Linked DNA regions of Macaca mulatta: region 2 is linked to region 1. Evidence: chromatin contacts called from public Hi-C data. All regions are on one chromosome and are shown on one strand. Each heading gives the region's core, a stretch centred on a gene start, on an enhancer-like site or on the middle of the called end of the contact. The rest is flanking DNA. Distances are from core to core; before and after follow the strand shown. Region 1 holds the start of CAMK2N1 (calcium/calmodulin dependent protein kinase II inhibitor 1). Region 2 has its middle 76 kb from the start of VWA5B1.

The links. A called contact is a pair of places that touch in the nucleus more often than the background predicts.
Region 2: a contact with region 1 is called in a Hi-C map of fetal cortex germinal zone, with 4 times the contacts expected there. The contact joins the enhancer-like site here to the promoter of CAMK2N1 in region 1. A contact is called at or near these places in 4 of 14 Hi-C or Micro-C datasets (fetal cortex germinal zone, fetal cortical plate, fibroblasts and 1 more).

What each region holds. Positions count from the first base shown.
Region 1 is chr1:220,483,648-220,490,250 of T2T-MMU8v2.0, forward strand. CAMK2N1 (calcium/calmodulin dependent protein kinase II inhibitor 1) reads left to right here and starts at 3,779. Exons shown (of 2, transcript NM_001260527.1): 1 at 3,779-3,950; 2 at 5,414-5,680. The coding sequence starts at 3,785. The coding sequence ends at 5,484.
Region 2 is chr1:220,604,120-220,610,722 of T2T-MMU8v2.0, forward strand. No RefSeq gene overlaps it. Among named protein-coding and RNA genes, the nearest start is that of VWA5B1, 76 kb to the right of the region's middle. Within about 2 kb of position 4,277, at least 6 of the 40 cell types and tissues checked have an H3K27ac peak or open chromatin away from gene starts, as enhancers often do. A contact at or near this core is called in fetal cortex germinal zone, where this site is marked.

The DNA of each region.
Region 1 (6,603 bases), core at 2,529-5,028:
TTTTGAGATGGCATCTCACTGTGTTGCCCATGCTGGGATGCAGTGGTGCAATCATGGCTCATGCAGCCTCAACATCCCTGGCTCAAACAATCCTCCCCGATCAGCCTTCCAAGTAGGTGGGACCACAAGCGTGCCCCACCATGTCCATTCATTTTTAAATTTTTTGTAGAGATGAGGGTCTTGCTATGTTGCCCAGGCTGGTCTTGAACTCCTAGACTCAAGCAATCCGACTGCCTCAGCCTCCCAAAGTAGGAGGGATTATAGGCGTGAGCCACCGCGCCCAACCAGGGCTTTGAACTTGACTGCCTCAGTGGGCTCTTCATCCTAGACTACTGCCCCAGACCATGTACTGTCAGGCTTCCTTGTGGGGAGGTGGGGAGAGAAGTCTTCATTCCTGCCTCATTAGGTTCCGTCACCTGGGTCTGGCCTCTTCAACACAGCTCTGGGCCTCTGGTTCAGAGCCAGCCTCTTGGCTTCCGAAGCTGGGCAATTAATGAGCAAATAGTCATGGAGATGCTTTTCAAGCTGTCAAGTGCCATGTGCTGGGAGGCGCGTGTGCTTCCTGAAGGGGGTGGGTACTGAGTTGGGAAAGTGGGATGCTGTCACCTTTAACCTTATTTGGAACAAGGCAAGGTAAACATAAAAACAGATGGGGTGGAAAAGGGACTTCTCTTCTTGCTCTCACTTGCTGTGCGCGCAGGGATTCGTCAGCCCTCACTAAGTCGTTCTGCTTACCTTCTGTGCAGTGGGACTGTCCTAGGTGCTCCGCGTGTAAATTGCTTTGTGCTTCTCAGCAGCAAGGAAGGAGCCAGGTGGATGTGAGATGAATGGGGTGGTCCCAGCCCTGCACTGCAGGGAGTCCCCTACGGAATCAGGGCTGGCCACAGTGGCTTCTCCTGGCTCTATCGCTAGGCTGTGACCTTGGGCAAGTCACTTATCCTCTTTCTGCTACGTCAGTTAAACAGGGATGCAACGTCTCCTCTTTCTACCTCAAAAGGTATTTATTTTGAGAAGCAAGGTCAATAATAGATGTGAAAATGCTTTGGGGGAAAATAAGAAAGCAGGAGACAAATGTCAGCGCTTCTTGGAACTTTATCATCCTGCTTGTTATGCTCTTGTTTTCTCTCTTAACACTTCGCCTTGGCGCTAACCTCAAAGCAGTCACTCGGGAAAGCCCTAATGAATGAGCCAGGTGGCTTGTGGAGAGGAACAAGGTCAGTCTGGGGACCTGAGGCTTCTGTCGTAGACAAGCTGTGGGATTTGGGGTTAGCCCCTGGCCCTCTGGGCTTCCGTTTCCCCATATGGAAATGAGGGCTAGGCCCCGCTCATCTCTAAGGATTCTCCCAGCTCCTGTGGTCCTGAAATGGTGCGAATGAAGTGCTACCGTTCTTTCTCACTCATTAAGTCATCTCTCAAAAGTCTATTGCACATCCACTCTCAGCCAGGCATCAGAGCCTGATTTTATTTTTGTTTTCATAACTGTCCTTCAGGGTACACAGGTAGTAGCTAACCATATACCCATCGGACAGCTGAGACCATGGAAGCTCAGAGAAGAGAGATGACCCGCTCAGGGTCGCACAGTCAGCAAACCACGGGGCTGGGATTCAAACCCAGACCTAAACCCAAGGGACATCTTTATTCCACCTGCCACATAGCTTCAGTCTCCGTTTTCTCTGCTCCCTTCCTCCTCCCCGCATGGGATCTGGCTTCCCGAGGCCAGCCAATCCTTTTACACAGTTTGGAGAGGGGGCTGGACTGACTCCCCCCTCCACCAGATGTTATACCAGGAAAAAACCTCCCCCTTCTGCCTCCAGCTCCCACCCGCCGGCGTTCTAGATGGGAGGGGAGAGCTCCTTTCACTGTTGATGGGACCCCTTGCAGGGCAGCAGGATGAGCCAGGTGAGATACACCTGGGCCACCTGGATGTGTTTCCCAGCCCTGCCTCCAGCAGCTGGCATGACCTTGGGGTCATTGCCCCTCCCCGTGGTCAGGCGGCTCTGCTAAGTAAAGACGGTCTCCAGCGGAGGGCAGGTGCTGTTGGCTCCGGCGAAGATAATGAGCGCTCCTCATGCACCTTGCCCCCTCGGAGTTACCATCTGCTTGGCAGATGCGCCTCCCAGGCCTCTGGGGCTGCCCCAGTCTCCCTCCCGGCATCGAGAAGCCCGCTTCTCATCTCAGAGGCCGTAGTCTCTCCACAGGGCGCACGGCTGTTGCTGGAAGGGAGGCCCCCGAGGGCAGAGGGCGGCAGGCCCGGGACGTCCCCAGCGGAGGCAGAGGACGCCGGGAGCCAGGCATCCCGGGCGAGCCCGGCGTAATGAGGCGCTCCCTTCTCCTGCGGGAGGCGGGGCTGCCCCTTCTCTCTCCCCCTCCTCCTCCTGGAGGCCCCGCGGGAGCCGGAGTCCAGCGCCGTTGGGCGGGGGCGGTGGGGAGTGAGGCCTTCCAGGTCGGACTGAGCCAGGGCGGGAGAAGAGTGTGAGGCCCCAGTGGCTGGGCCCTCGGGGTCTGAATTGGGTAGCAAGTGCGGTGGGGAGGAGGGGCTCCCTGGTTTGCAGCTGGCGGGGGAGGCTGTGTTCGTGGGTCGCCCTGGAGCCCTCCGATCTTTGCCCCGCAGCATCTGCCCCCAGGGAGGTCAGCATGCTTCCGCCCTTCCCCGCGTGTGCGTCGTGGGTCCGCTCCCCTTCCGGCTCCCGCAACCCCCACTCCCCCCGAGGTCCCCTCAGGATGCAGAGCCGGCTGCGGGGCGGGCGCGCACCAGCTCCGGGCCCCGTAAACACCCGCGAGCGGGACGGCGGGGGCTGGGGGCGGGGGCAGGAAGCTAGCGGCTGCCCGGGCCGGCCGGCGCGGCCCCGTGACGTCGCTCCGCTCGCAGGGATCTCTCCCCGAGGCCCGCGGGTCCCCTCCTCCCCGCCTCCTCCCGCCCTCCTCCCCGCGCCTCGCCTCGGCGCCGCGGCCGGCATTTCTCCTCGCAGCTCGCTGCCTCCTCTATCCCTGCCTCCCTCTCCCCCCTCTGTCTTTCTCCCTTCCTTCCCTCTCCGACCCTCTTCCTCTCCCTCCCGATCCTTTCCCTCCTCCTCTCATCTTTCCCCTGTCTCTCCGTTCTAGCTCGTCCCCCACCACCTTTTCTTCTTTCTCCTCCTCTCCTTCCTCTCCCCCTCTCCTCTGTCTCCTTCCACCGTTTCCCCTGCCTCCCTGTCTTTCAGTCCCTGTTTTTCTCCCCGTCTCCCTCTCGGTTTCTCTCCCCCACCCTCCCTCTGGGTTTCCTCCCCCGGTGCCCTCCCTCCTCTCTCCCTCCCCTCCCCCTCCGCCCCTCGCAGCCCCGCGGCTCGCAGCTCCCAGTCTGCCTCCCCGAACCGGCGCCGCCGCCCGCACTCGCCGCAGGACCGGCCCGCCCGGCTCCCGGGGTGCGCCCTCCTCGGTCCCGCGCCCTCTGGGCTCGCAGGGACGCCTCCTCCCTCCCGGCTCGCGGCCCCGCCCGGCCCGGCCCCCGCCCAGAGCCCCAGCGCGCCGAGGATGTGAGTCCTGCTCGCCTCTGGCGGAGCAGCAGCCACTCGCGCGCGGAGCCGGAGCGCAGCGCAGCGCAGCCGCGGGCGCTCTCCGGGCCGCTCGCGCGGGTGCCGCGCTCTTGCCCTAGCGGCGTCCCCCGGCCTCTCGCCGGCGCCACCGCCGCAGCAGCCCGCGGGCCGTCCCCGGCCGGCCGCCCCCGGCCCCAGCGCCGCTGACCCTGTCCGCCGCGGGCGGGGACGCGGGCGGAGGAGGCGCCGCGGCGGAGCCCCCGGACGCGACCATGTCGGAGGTGCTGCCCTACGGCGACGAGAAGCTGAGCCCCTACGGCGACGGCGGCGACGTGGGCCAGATCTTCTCCTGCCGCCTGCAGGACACCAACAACTTCTTCGGCGCCGGGCAGAACAAGCGGCCGCCCAAGCTGGGCCAGATCGGCCGGAGCAAGCGGGGTGAGTTCTCGGCCCCCTTCCCTGACATCCCCTTTTTCCCGCGCGGCGGCCTGAACAAGGGTTGCGGAGGTCTCCCACCCGCTGGAACCGGTTCAGACCCGACGGAATCCCCTCCTGCAGAATTGGGGGATCCCGCACTGCGGGTCCGGCTGAAGCGGGTTCCAGGAACGCGTCCTCCTAAGCCCGATCCCCGGCTGGGTCACCCCGGGGGCGTGGCGGCTTCTAGCTGCAGCTGGGGGTCCTCACCCGCGGCAAAGTTTGCTTTTTGATTTGCGCCCCCCACCCCCGCCTTTTGCGCAGTGTAGTCGCAGCTGCGCTCTCTCCACAACCCTGGGGGGAGGGGGTCCCAGGGTCCCCCAGGGGACGGCGTGGGGACCTGCGTGGGGAGGATCCCATTCCTGCAGGGAAGGCTAGGGCGTTTGGGTCTCACGGGGTTTTCATTGTTACTTGGCCTGGGTGGGGGTTTGCCAGGCCTGGGCGATCCGCGCGAGAGCTGGAAAAGCCCCAGAGAGGCGGAGAGGCAGAGAGGCTCCGAGAGGAGCTCCAGAGGCGCGGGGACAATGAGGGGGACCGACGTCTGCCAAGAGAGACTGAGACGCAGGGATGGAGGGGAGGGGGTACGCGGGAGACCGAGGGTGGCAGAAACCGAGACAAAGCTCCCGAGAGGGGAGCTGAAGCGGGAGAGACAGAGCCGAGGACGCGCGTATGGGGAGAAAGCAGAAGCCGCCGAAACAATAAAGGCGACCGACGCCTTAGACAGGGAGACCCAGAGACCTCGATCGGCGGCCGTCGCGCCGAGGGACTGATGGAGGGACTGAGAAAGACGAGGCTAGGTGGAGACGGTGAGAGAGGCGGAAGTTACCGCGAGTGTCCCTGCCGCAGCGGGGAGCGCGGGCGGCGGAGTCCGTCGGCCGGCGATTTGGAGAGGGCGCGCAGGAGGGGGCGCCCGCCCAGGCCAGGCCCTAACTCCCACCCGCTGCGCGTCGTGGGAACCGGCTTTGGCGTCCCCTCTTGGCTCCGCGCATCTCCACACCTAGCCTTGCCCAGCGGAGCTGCGCTCGGGACTCCCCGGGGGTCCCGAGACCCAAAGACTTTGGCTCTCTCTCCTATCACAGCTCCAGACATTTCTGTCTAAATTAGTGCACCTGGTGCGGGGAGAACTCCGCCAGTGCGCGCCCCGGCTGCAGCAGGAGCGGCTGGATTGGCGCCCTCTCTGTTTCCTTTTCTCAGAATGGAGCTGGGACGCAGGCTGGAGGATAGGGGATGTTGGGGTGGTTCAGAGGAAAGCAGGGAAGGGACCCCTGGCAGGGGCGGAGGAGGATGGAGCTGTTTCACCGCGCAGTGAGCCCTGCTCCCTCCCCCTCTCCTCTCCCGACCTCCCACTCTGGGCAAAACGGGAAATGTCAGAGACCTCTGGCTAGGCCCAAGTGCGCTCACCTCTCTTTTCCCCCCTTTTTTTGCAGTTGTTATTGAAGATGATAGGATTGATGACGTGCTGAAAAATATGACCGACAAGGCACCTCCTGGTGTCTAACTCCCCCAAAGACAATGAGTTAAGGGAGAGAATAAGAACGGCGATAACAGTTACTGGCAAAAAGCATGAAAACAGAAAGCACTTTGAAATTTATTACTAGCTTGCTACCCACGATGAAATCAACAACCTGTATCTGGTATCAGGCCGGGAGACAGATGAGGCGTGAGAAGGAGGAGGAGGAGAAGGCTCTGGGCTTCTCTGCAAAAATAAAAATAAATAAATAAATAAAATTTTAAAAATAATAAAAAATCACTATATACACACATATAAAGAAATAAAAAGAAGTCTCAGTTGCAGCTATTTGTCAAAATTAATATCCATTTCTTTTTATATACGGTGAATATTGCGCAATTATAGATCTGGATTTTGAACCACTTAATGAAGCGGCAACACCAGGTATTTTGAGGTGTTGGCATTCTTCGCTGATTTGGCTGTTCCCAATGTTTACATTATTTAATCTTGCAAAAATGGTTCTGTGCACTTGGATGTGAAATGCTGTCCAGTTTTATTTTTTTTATGTTGTTATCCTTGGATGTACAAAAAATTCAGAATATGATCTCTGTAGATATTCTGTTTTATTTTGGTCATCTTTAGAAGTTATCAGGAATGTGTTTAAAACAAGAAGAGAACTTTTCTAAGGAATGATACATAGAAAAGATCCTTGTTTTATTTTAAAATGAGTTGTAAAGCTTGTGTTTCTTTGTTGCTGCAAGCTATTTGCCCAAGTTAATGCAAATGGACACATTTTTTATGTCAGAAACACACACACACACACACACACACACGCACACACGAAAAACAAAGAAAAAAATGCTTGAGCTTTTTCTAACCTCCCCTTGCAGTCTGTTGTGTGAGCAGCCTGTTTATTTCTCTAATATTATGTCAGTTTATTCTCTTTAATGGACTGTAAAAAAATGTAATCACAAGAGTGCCAAATATCTTGAAATGCCAAAAGGCATTTTAGTTTCTTTTCTCTGTGCTCTGAGTCCACGTACAGGAATGCTTGGAGTGTCTTTTCTGTTATTTATAGGGATTCTCTTAAGGCACACCAGCTGCCTGTTTTGCATGGTATTTGCAAAAATGCCTCTTGCGTGAGGAAATCTTTTACCATTTTTTGTT
Region 2 (6,603 bases), core at 3,027-5,526, 120 kb after region 1:
TTGGACAAGTTTTTTTTTTCTTTCCCAGTTACTGGGCCTCAGTTGCCTAATGTGTAAAATACAGACAGCACTACACATGCCTCAACAGGATTGAGGTAGAGATCAAGTAAGAAAACGGATATAAAGTGTCATCCTATAAACCATCGTAGCTCATTACAGTCATACAAATGGATCTCTACCCAAGTGATGATGGCAAACTTTAGAAATTATTTACATCTTATTGTGATACTCTTGGAGCCCTGCAAACTTCCACTCCCCTGATGGAGTAGAAATTGAGTTCTAAGAATGAAGATGAAGGCAGATGTCTGAGGTCATGGAAGGGCAGGGATGTATGTTCAGATCAGAGCATTGATCACTGCTCTTTCTCAGGCCTTTTCCCAAGGTAACTCTAAAGGGCAGTCCAGTGAGAAAGAAAGGAAACCATTCCAGGGTTGAAAAGGTCACTGAATTTCCCCCAGCCTCTAGCATGGAAGCCCTTGGCCAGTATGGACCTGGGGCTGCTTGGGTCTTAGGGTTGGCCTGAGGGAGCAAAGCTGGGGTGCCCCTGCCCCCTTTGCACAGACAAGAAGATGGAGGCCCAAAGGGGTCAAGCGACTTTGCCCAAGGACATAAGGTTAGTTGGCAGCAGGATCAGGGCGCCCTTTTCATTGCACCACAAGACTTCCTTGGCAGGGTGCAATGTGTCCAGCCACTGGCTTCTGTCTAAAGAAAGAAAGATTCAAGGAGACATGGATTCATTTCTGGAAAAGTGGATTGGATTGGTTCTGTGGGGCCCCCAAGTAGCAGCAGTACAGCTAAAGAGTTAGGAACTCAGTGGCACTAACAAGAAGCACCTCATCGGTGTTGTGGTGAGTCAATAGGACTATCCGTGGTGATACCTATTAGGATACACTTTGCTTCTTTTATGAACGATGCTTTAGGTCTGTGTTTATTCACATGCTGAGATGTTGAGTAAGAAAGTGAAGAGGCTACACTATTGTCAGGAATAGTAATAGCCTAAATTGTATGCAAAATTGTATACGCAGACTTCCAGTGATGCAAGGAGCTATCTGCGCAACAGTGAGCTCCTCATCACTGGAGGTGAGCAAGCCCCTGGTGGGGATGAGGCAGGGAGGACTCGGGCATCTGCCGGAGAAATGGCCCAGCACCCCGATGCCCATAATGCCCACTCTCCCCCTTCTCAATTATCTGGCACCCACTCACTGGGGGCCCCTGTTTTCCAAAGCAACAAGCAGCCTGTGTGGTAATTACTTTTGGACTTATTAAGCCTAATTATCCCCTAATCGCATACAACCAGTAATTACTGTGGCTGTTACCAGGGGCCTACCCATGCAGTGCCGCCCTTAGCACTGGCGCCCAACACCCAGCTGGGGCCTGAGGTGGAGCTGGTGCTCCCTTCCGTGGGTTTGGGGGCGGAGGTGTTGGCTGGGGTGGGGCTGCTGCATCTGAGATCCCCAACCTGGAGCCCCTTCAGCCTGGGTACTGGCTGGTGAAGGAATCGCTCACAAATGCCAGCCCTGGGGCTACCCCAAGCTCCAAGCAGGCAGGGTCCTTCCAAGTACTCCCTTCCCAGTGATGGTTGCCCAGGCTGCCCTGCCTGTGCCCAAGCCATTCCCTCCTTCCGGGCTCTCTTTCTCTCCTCCTTTCCCCCTTCCTTCCCTCCAGCCTCCTATCCACTTTCTTTTCTTCCTTCAAATATTTACTGAATCTCTTTTATGTTCCTGGCTCTATTTCTAGTACTGGGGATACAACAGTGAAGGGAAAAAATGGCAAAAATCCGTGCTTTCATGGAGCTTACTGTCTACTTGGGAGAGACAGAGAATGAACAAAATCAGTAAATGATGCAGGGTATTAGAAACGGTTGAGTTCTATGAAGGAATAGAAAGCGGAATGTCAAGGAGGAGGTTTTCTTGGGCTGGAGGAGAAATTCAGTTTTAATAGGATGGCCAAATGGAGAATGGGGCATTTGAACAAAGACTTGGAAGGAGATAGGCTAAACTAGGATGACAGCTGGGGAATGTTCCAGGAAAAGGGGCCAGCCAGTGCCAAAACCTGAAGGTGCAAGCAGGTCTGGCACATTTGAGGAGCAGGGAGGGTGTCCTGGTGGCTGGAGCAGAGAAGCGAGGGGGAGAGAGGTGGGTGAGGAGGTCGGAGCTGCCAGGAAGGGGTGGAGGGCAGATAGTAGAGCCTGGTGGGGGAGTTTAAAAACTTTGGCTTTTCCTCTGAAGGAAACTTCTGAGCAGAGAGGTGAGCACTTTCTTTCTTTTGTTCTTTGAATCGGAGTCTCACTCTGTCGCCCAGGCTGGAGCACAGTGGTGGGATCTCAGCTCACTGCAACCTCCGCCTCCCAGGTTCAAGCGATTCTCCTGCCTTGGCCGGACGCAGTGGCTCACGCCTGTAATCCCAGGACTTTGGGAGGCTGAGGCGGTCAGATCACAAGGTCAGGAGATCGAGACCATCCTGGCTAACATGGTGAAACCTCGTCTCTACTAAAAATACAAAAAATTAGCCGGGCGTCGTGGCACGCGCCTGTAGTCCGAGCTACTCGGATGACTTGTACTTTTATAGCCTCCACTCTGTCCACAGGGATGGTGGAGGTTAAGGGGGGCAGGAGCCCAGGGAGGAGGAGCTGTAGCCGCAGTCCCAGTGAGAGAGGGTGGGGCTTGGGCTAAGCGGCAACGCGGAGCAGATGGCAGTGGGAGGAATCTGGAAACACCTTCAAGGTGGACATGGCAGGACCCTCTGAGGGGCTACATAGGAGGTGTCAGAGAGAGGTGTCAAGAATGGCACGAAGGTTTTTCCTCCACAAGTGGAAAACTGGAGCCGTTTCCTGAGCTGGGGCACAGCATGGGTGAAACAGGTTCTAGAGGGGAGGGCAGGGGTTCAGTGTCCGGCCAGTTGAGGTCCCACGTCCAAGGGACCTGTCAGCCTGTGGGTCAGAGGAGATGGATCTGGCTGGAGGTCTGCAGGTGGGAGCCCTTGACACGTGGATGACTGGGAAGCATCTAGGCGGGCTGTGCTCATCTAGTGAATGAATGAGGCTAGGAGCCACGAGATTCAAGGTCTGAGCCCGGTGCCTCCAGCGGTGAGGCTGGGGAGATGTAGGGGGGACCAGCAAAGGAGACTGGGAAGGGGCATTCAGAAAGGCAGAGGAGAAGGACAGCCCGGGCCAAGGAAAAGAAGCCTGGCCAGGAGAAGGGAGGAATCTCCCAGAGCCCTAGGGGACCAAATTTTGCTTCTTCCACTTCCCTGCTGCGTCCTCACACCCTTCGTCCTCACACCCTCCATCTCTCTCTCTCTTCCCCAACTCCCTCCTTCTCTCTCTCCCCCATCCCCTCTCCCTATTTCCTTCTGTGGCCTTCTCTGTCTCCCTGGGGCTCCTTCCCCGGGCCTCTCCCTCCACCCCTAACTGCCGGGCCCCTGGCAGCGGGTCGCAGGCCGCCCGGGCGCGGGGATCTCGGGTCCCCGCCTGCACGTGTCAATCCCCAGCGGCGGCGGTGTCTCGCCCCCAGCTCGCGGGCCCCGTGCCGCGCCTCCTGCCCTCGTAATGCGCTCTAATATTTATTTACATGACTTTCAGACTATTATTTATTAAGGTATCGCTGCCAAGTGTGCGCAGGCTAATTGCTCTTAATGTGCCCCCTCCCGGTTCCCACGGCGACGCCTTTGTGAAGGCAGAGCCAGCGACGCTCGGAGCGGGGAAACCGAGGACCGAGGGCGCGGAGGCTGCCGGGAGGGCGGGGGACCCAGCGGGGTCGCGGCGCGGCGTCCGCGGGGCGTGCGCGGTCGGGGCGCGGAGGGTGCTGGGAGCGCACGGGGGACGCTGGGACGCGGGGAACTCGGAGTGGGGGTCGCGGAGCTGCAGCGCGAGAGGCAGAGCCTGGGCTACATTTGCTGACTTGGCGTGGGGCGGGCGGCCCCGAGCACGAGGGGCAATGCTGGGAGCCCAGGCGGGGTCTTGGCGCCAAGTTGGGGACCGTGGGACCAAGGGAAGATGCGGGGAGCCCAGGCGGGATCTTCGCTCAGGGTGGGGACCTTGGGACCTAGGGCTGGTGCGGGCAGCGTGGGCAGGATCTGGGCAGAAGGTGGGGGACCAGGAATGCGAGGCCCGGCGGGAGCGAGGACCGACGGGTGGCGCTTGGGTCTGGTGCCGGCTCGTGTGGCCGCCGGCGGACTGACCGACGGCCGCGGGGCCCGGGGAGGGGGGCGTCGCCTCTCCCAACCCCACCCGCGTAGGCGGCGGCCTCGCCTCGCCCGGATCTCCCGACGTCAGCAGCCGCAGCCAGAGCCGGAGGGAGCGGTTTAATTGGCAGGATAATTGGCAGGATTTTGGGTTAAGGACAGCTGTGGCTTTGCGGGGTTTGTAGGAGGAGGTTGGGGAGGGTGCTCGTTGGAGGAAGGAGGGGTGAGGGCAGGGGGAAAACAGACTGAGAGACCCTCCCTGGAGGAGCGTGGAGAGGCGGGACAAAGCCAGGGGTGGGCGACCTATTGGGACGGAGAAGCAGATGAAGAGGGACATAAGATATAGTCCGGCAAAGCCAGAAGCCAGCTGGAGGCTGGAAAGACCCAGAAGGGAGCGGGAGCCTGCCACGCTGGCTTCTGCCTCCTGCCTGGTGGAGGCCCTCACCCCTCACCCCTGTTGCCGGGACCACCCACGCCCCATGCATTAGTACTGCCCCACTCTAGGCAGTCGTTGTGGTTAGGAAAGGGGCTAACTTGAGAACACTGATTCATTTAATTTTATTATTGGTACTGTGTGTAGTGTCTGCCAACTCCTAGGCCTTGCTGGTGTCACCCTGAAAGTTCTCTGGGCTGAGAATCACAGCTTAATAAAATCCAGGGAACTGTGCCCTGCCCCTCCCACCCCACTCCATAAAGATGGATTCAAAGCCAGCTGTGCAGGGGCCTCCTGGGACCCTCTGCTGAGCCACACTGGGCCAAGCACATTTCTTGGTGTGAACATGAGTGAGGTAGGCACGGTGATTTTCTGGATGGGCAAACGAAGGCCCTGAGAGGTAAAGTCACTTGCCCAGCTAGTGAGAGGCAGATGCTGGCTGGCCAGAGAGGTCAGCCCAGAAGCTCATGCATGATTTGCTACCCAAGGCCAAACTTCTGATTGATGGTGGTTGTAATTTCTTCCTGTCCCAAAGCCTGGAGGGAAGTTGTCCTGGTGGCTGTGGGAACTTCTGGCACTGAATCTGGATGCTCTGCCTGGTTGGTGGTTACTGGAGGCTCAAGGTGGCTGTTTGGGTTCCTGAGCTCGTTTCTCCATCCCTGGACCAGGTGCACCCATGCTGGACTCTGCCACCTGAAAGCTGGGCTTTTTGGCCTGAGGAAGAGTCCATGTCTCCAGGAAAGCAGACACAACCTCACAGCAAGCAAGGGCGGGGTGGAGGCAGTCTCCTTCACCCTCTCATCCTTGAATGCTCTCAGGTCTGGAAGCAAGATATTTAACATACAGCCTCAGAGCTGGAGGGAACCTTAGGAGTTATCCAGTTTACCTCCCTCTTTTAACAGACAGGGAAACTGAGGCCCAGAGAGGCGAAGGGACTTGCCTAGGGGCACATAATCTGTGCACCTGTAGTGAGCTGTGCCTTCGCTGAATGATTCCTGGGAGCCGTGGACAGCCCATCCCCCCATCTTATTGCAGTATCCAGGGATCTGGGTTTTACTACCAATTGGAGAGGGCAGCAGGATTTGTCTTCTGCGGGCCCCACCTGTTCTTCCAGCCTGTTTCCAGATCTTGCTCCCCTTCCATCTAGGGTTCCCTGCTGCCCTAGGGCCCCACCTCCACCATCCTAAGTATCTAGTTTGTGTGCATGGCGCCTCTGCCGTCACTTATCTCTAGCCCTCACCTCTATGTGTAACACATACGTTTTCACGGTGGCTCTTTTGAAGACATTACCTGTATTAGTCCATTTTCTGTTGCATATAACAGAATAACTGAAGCTAGGTAATTTATAAAGAAAAGGAATTTATTTCTTACAGTTATGGAGGCTGGGAAATCCAAAGTTAAGGGGGTATATCTGGGGAGAGCCTTCTTGCTGGTAGGGACTCTGGTGTCCTGAGGTGGTGCAGGGCATCACATGGTGAGGAGGCTGAGTGTGCAGATGGCAAATGTGCTAGCTCAGGTCTTGTCCTTTTTTTTTCTTTTTCTTTTTCTTTTTCTTTTTTTTTTGAGATAGAGTTTTGCTCTTGTTGCCCAGGATGGACTATAGTGGCATGATCTCGGCTCACTGCAACCTCCGCCTCCTGGGTTTAAGTGATTCTCCTGCCTCAGCCTCGTAGCTGGGATTACAGGCGTCTGTCACCATGCCTGGATAATTTCTTGTGTTTTTAGTAGAGGTGGGGTTTCACCGTGTTGACTAGGCTGGTCTCAAACTCCTGACCTCAGGTGATCCACCTGCCTTGACCTCCCAAAGTATTGGGATAACAGGCATGAGCCACCACACCTGGCCCTCTTCCTCTTCTTATAAAGTCACTAGTTCCCATCCCATGATAACCTCTTAATGGATTAATCCATTTGTGAAGGCAGAGCGCTCATGATCCAATCACCTCCTCAAGGCCTCACCCCTCAATACTACCACATTGGGGATTAAATTG